Linked DNA regions of Columba livia: region 2 is linked to region 1. Evidence: chromatin contacts called from public Hi-C data. All regions are on one chromosome and are shown on one strand. Each heading gives the region's core, a stretch centred on a gene start, on an enhancer-like site or on the middle of the called end of the contact. The rest is flanking DNA. Distances are from core to core; before and after follow the strand shown. Region 1 holds the start of SERINC2 (serine incorporator 2). Region 2 overlaps HIVEP3 (HIVEP zinc finger 3).

Region 1 (2,613 bases), core at 54-2,553:
TGTGCCAACAGAAGCCAAACCCCGGAGCTTTATCTCTGAAGCAAGAAGTGTGACACCCTCCTCAGCCTCAAGGACACAGGGGACACATTGTCTACCGCCTGCCTCAGCCCTGTGGCCCCCAAATCCTGCCTGCTGCTGCATAGTCACATACATTCCCCGCTGTCTAAATTTAGGGTCTGGATGTGGGCTAGCACATCCCAGTTTATCTCAGCCCCTGAATTACACACGCCAGCAGCAGGACAGCACTCGCTGTTCCGGGTGGACGTGCCAGACACCGGCCAGGCAGGGAAACCCGCTGCCCGCCCAGCTCCAGCTCCCACCCTTGGCACCGTGTGTCCCTTGTCCCCCCTCACCCGGGGTCTGGTCCCACAGGGGGAGTTCATTCAGCCTGGTAGATGTGCTGGAGATGGAAGCTGCGCTGGAGCCGGTGTCTGCTGGAGCTGGGTGGTCTGCTGGAGCTGGGGGGTCTGCTGGAGCTGGGAGGTGACAGCAAGGAGAGCTGTCATAAGTACATAGATGACAAAAGGATGACGACGAAAAATATGGGCACATTGCTCCATGAGATGGGGGACCCAGTGCCACAAGACACAGGAAAGCCTAAAGAACTGAATGCTACCTTTGCTTCTTTACTTGCAAGAGCAACTTTCAGGAATCCCAGGCGCCAGAGACTGTGGGGAAAGGCTGGAGCAAGGAAGAGCTGGATGGTGATGTACTGGAGCTGGGTTGTGTACTGGAGCTGAGTGGTGTACTGGAGCTGCTATGTGTGTTGGAGCAGAGCGGTGCACCAGACTTGTAGGACTTGATGGCCAGGAGCAACCCAGCACTCTGCTCTTTCTGGGACTCAAATGCTGTTGCTGACCCCATCAGCAGCCCTCAGCAAGGCCATATCTACCTGCACGAGCTGTATCGATGAAAAATCACAGGGCTTCATTAACTTCTCAGTTGGATCCAGGTGCCAGCTGACCCCAGGCCCCCACAGCTGCTCTGGGGACATTTGGTGGGGACCTGACCCAGCCTTTCCAAGGGGACCCAGTTCACAGTGAACACACTCAAAACATGCCTCGGGACCCTGAGCTGCCTTCCGAGGAGCCAACCCCTTCCCGCGGTGGGTGCCTGGGCGGCACCCCAGCCCCGGGGCACCCCAGAGCCCCCGCTCCGGGCCGGGCTCCCGCTGTCGGTGCGGTCCCCTCGGCGCTGAACGGTGCCGGGGGGATCCGAGCAGCCACTTCCCCGCTCCGAGGGCCACGGGGGGATGCCGGGGATTCCCGGCTGTCCGCAGGGCCCCGCCCCGCCGCCGCAGGGGCCGCCCCGGGGGAGGCGGCAGCGCCCGCCCCGAGCGGGAGCCGCGGGGCCGGGCCGGGCGGAGCCAGCGCGGCCGCGGAGGGAGCGCGGAGCGAGTGCGGAGCGGCGGCCGCACCATGGGGGCCTGTCTGGGCGTCTGCTCCCTGCTCAGCTGCGTGAGTGCCCGGCGGGGGCGGCGGGACGGGAGCGGGAGGGGAACGGGGGGGTAACGGGGCTGCGGCCGATCCCGGCACCGCAGCGGCGGGCGCGGCCCCGGGGCGGGGGAGTCGGTGCTGCTGTGGATCCGGGTGGGAGGTGCAGGGGAGGCCCAGGGAGGTCTGAGGGATGTGCCCCGAGAATGTGCCCCGGGGATGTGCCCGGTACCCCTGCGGGGGCGGAGGAGATGCCGGGAGTTCCAAGGGAAAGGCGGAGGGGTGCAGGGGACCCCCGGGGGGATGCGGGGAACCCCAGGGGGATGCAGGGGACCCCTGTATCGATGCATCCCTCTGTGTTTGGGGGGATGTGAAGGACACCCGGAGCAGGGCATCCCACAGCTCCCGGGGATATCCAGGGGAGACCCAGGGGGTTCACCCCAGATAATTCTGAGGCTCATGAATGTCATGGTTGAGGGGAACATGGAGTCTGAGGGTGCCTGGGATGCTGTGCCCCAGTGAACCTGGGGGATCTGGGCAGCTGGAGGGGTGATGCCCTGCTGGCCCTGGGGAAGTCGGTGGTCCTGGCCCCCCTGCTCTTATATACTGGGGGATCCAGTGCTGCTGCACCCATGCGATGCTGAGGGGCTGGGGGTCCTGCCTGGTTCTCGCTGCTGAGCCCCAAAGCAGGAGGCTGGGGATGGAATAAGAAGAAGGAGCCGGGACAGGTGGAGCTGTTGTGTGTGGGTGCCATGGCCCAGGGCGGGTGCAGGGTGTGTGATTCGGGGTGCTGTGCCCAGTGACGTGGAGTGCTGGATTTGGGGTGCTGTGCCCAGTGACGTGGGGTGCAGGATCGAGGGTGCTGTGCCCGGTGACGCAGCAGCTGCCCACGGCCGGTGCTGCCGCCCCTGGCATTGCCTCACCTGTGGGCACAGGGCCAGGCAGGGCGGCAACACCGACCCGGGAGCCACCAGCCTGGGAACGGGGCCGGTTTCACAACCTGACCTCAAAGTTCTGGAGGTTTAACGACCAGGAGCTTTTGAAACATAAGATCAGACGGAGGGCAGCCTGCAAGGCCTCTGTCTGCAGCATGCATCCGATGCTTTTCCTTATGGGCAGGTATCAGAAAACCTGGGAGTTACTCCAGAGCGGGGATGGGGAGGTTCTGGCCTAATTCTGG
Region 2 (2,613 bases), core at 41-2,540, 220 kb after region 1:
TGAGCTGTGCTGTCTGACCCTCATCGCATTATGCAAGCAATCCGTGTAATTTTAGAATTACAAAAAACATACAGTCCCCATTTCCTGCTATGGATGAAGAGCGTTCGTGTTTGTGTAAAGGGGACGGTCTGCCAGGAAGGAATGCAGGAAGGTGAAAGCGGGGAGCCGTGGTATCGCAGGATGTTTCCTTTATTTTCTTTCAGCTTCTTTTCCATCCGGTTGAAGTTAACACTGGACTTCGGCTGCGATTTCATATGTTCTGCCTCATGAGTAAGGAGGCCCATTGCTCATAAATGCCAATACTAAATAAAGCAGCCAAGAAGATGGCCAGAAAATCCTATTTTCTACTATAGTGGTTGGGTGCTATTTGGATGGATGAGAAAATAACATAAAGATAACAGAAAGGGGCATGAGAAATCAAGAGCTCACAGCTCTGTCGGGCATCCCGTGTTCTCATAGTGGGCTGCAAAGAGCCTGTGTAACCACAGTGTCTTCTCTCTTTGCAAAGGGGCTCAGAACAGACCCTAGCAAGGACTATTTTAATTTAAAAACTATAAAGTGGCTATTTCCATGTGCCACAAGCCAGCACGGGAAGATAGCCGTGCTTCCTTTGGGGCAGGCAGGGAGGGAGCCGCAGCGCCTAAAACTCCCTGGATTATTTTAAACAAGAGTTATATTTCACTCGATTGTTTTTATTTCTATTTAAGGGGCAGGAGAAAGTAAGGAGTGTTACTATAAAAGGAGATTGGAGTCTAATTCCTCGCTCCTGCGTTGGTTTTGCTTGGTGGGATTGCACCGGTTTGGTAGAACAACCTCAGAATAACACACGTGTAATGAAATGCAGCCCTCGGCCAAAGCCGACAAGGCGTGTTTTCCCTGGCTGCCTCTCCCGTCCTTCTCCCAGCTCTCCCTCCTCCTCTCCCTCCTCCTCCTCTCCCTCCTCCTCCTCTCCCTCCTCCTCCTCCTCTCCCTCCTCCTCCTCCTCTCCCTCCTCCTCCTCCTCTCCCTTCTCCTGACTTGCTCTTTCTCTGCCCGTTAGCTCAGCAGAATGTGTTTTGGCGCGGGGAGCCAGGGCTCGGCTCTGAGCTCTCTCTGCCTGTCCCGAGGCCAAAGCAAACTCCCCTTGGGCTGTCCCGGCACTCACTCACATGTTTCCCTCCGTGGCAAATGCAAACACGTCCCAGCGCGGAGCTGGCTTCGCGTTTCCCTCACTCCCTGTTTCTGACCTTGCTCCCTGTCCTGTCCGCTGGGTGACTGGGACCCGGCAGAGACCACAGCGGACACGGCTCCTCGAGCCGGGCTGAGGCTGCAGCTGCCTGTGCATCCCCGAGCCCATAGATACCGAACCACAAAACCAGAGATGGGGACCAGCCCTTAGCTCTGCCAGCACAATGCATTCCTTTTCCAAGCAAGAAATATGCACCGTTCGCCCTACAGCCGGGAAAACCGGTCGTTTGGAATAATATGTGTTCTGAATTCAGTCCCTTTGGGAGTTTGCAAACCCGCCGCTGGATCCTGTGTCCAGCAAACACCGTGATTATACGGACAGTCACAATGCGAGTCAGCCTCTCGCTGAAGAGCCGCTGACTTGGACCCGATGCCGCGTGAGTTCTGCGGTAGGTCTCGTTTTATGGACCGGATACTTCTGAAATGTGGTGGGGAGCAAATGAGGTGCATTTCAGGCCGAGCCTTGGATGGATCAGCAGCCCTGGTAGAATACACGTCTTATTTATTTCACTGGTGATGCCAAGTATTTCATGAGCTTTTACTAGTAAGGCCCTGTTATTCCAAGTAAACAAAATGAAGGTTTTTTTATGCATAGATCACAGTGACTTCTCACTGTGTGGCCGTGGCCGCTGGTGGCAGCCGCCCTGCCCGCTGCAGGCAGGTCTGCTCCAGCCTCAGCACTCACTCCGTCTCATTTCCCCTCCGGCTCGTCCTGCTGACAGATGGCAGCTCTGAATGGAAAACCGTTTCAGTGTTCACCGGAGGAGAAACCGTGTCCTAGGCTGAACTGACAGTGAAAAGAGGCCAGCAGTGCCACAATTAATCACCCTGTTCAGTGCAGGTGTCAGAGCAGCATCCCTCCCAAAGCTGGGGACCACGCGCATCCCAGCAGCTCTGCACCCGTTGTCTTGGTGCTTGGCACAAACAGAGATTGGAAAAACTGGTGGTTTATTAGCGTGTGCAGAGCGACGGGGACTGGCAGGGGAGCCTGGCGGCGTGGTTGCGTTGAGCTGCAGTGACATCCAGTGGCTGCTCCCGATGGGCCTCTGCAGGCTGAGCTCGCAGCTGTGCACATCTGGCGCGGAAAGGCAGGTTTTCCTGTGCAGACCCGGCAGCGGGTGAGCCAGCGCGATCTGCTTGGAGCTTGGTGCTGGTCTCACAAAGCCTCCGCTGGCCCTTAAAGTAGAGTAGAGATGCGGTATATTTACCTGCAGATATATTGCAAATCCTTTAGAATTTGCTTGTTGTACACTCCTCACTGTTTACAAGCCCTTATTAACAAAGCATCCCTGTGCAAAGCTTTCCACAGGCAGACAGTAAAAGCCTCTGCGACAAACAAGCATCTGCATCATAGCCAGAATTTATCAAAATAAGGGAAAATCCACA

Evidence for each region. Hi-C and Micro-C count contacts between places; a contact is called where the count stands out from the background.
Region 2: a contact with region 1 is called in a Hi-C map of liver, with 6 times the contacts expected there. The contact joins the enhancer-like site here to the promoter of SERINC2 in region 1. A contact is called at or near these places in 2 of 2 Hi-C or Micro-C datasets (crop and liver).

Annotation. Positions count from the first base shown.
Region 1 is chr26:1,032,027-1,034,639 of bColLiv1.pat.W.v2, forward strand. It overlaps SERINC2 (serine incorporator 2), which reads left to right and starts at 1,304. Exons shown (of 10, transcript XM_065041357.1): 1 at 1,304-1,457. The coding sequence starts at 1,419. LOC135576410 (a long non-coding RNA gene) reads right to left here and starts at 137. Exons shown (of 3, transcript XR_010468123.1): 1 at 1-137.
Region 2 is chr26:1,255,336-1,257,948 of bColLiv1.pat.W.v2, forward strand. The region is part of intron 8 of HIVEP3 (HIVEP zinc finger 3); the gene reads left to right. Among named protein-coding and RNA genes, the nearest start is that of EDN2, 37 kb to the right of the region's middle. Within about 2 kb of position 1,291, at least 1 of the 3 cell types and tissues checked has an H3K27ac peak away from gene starts, as active enhancers do.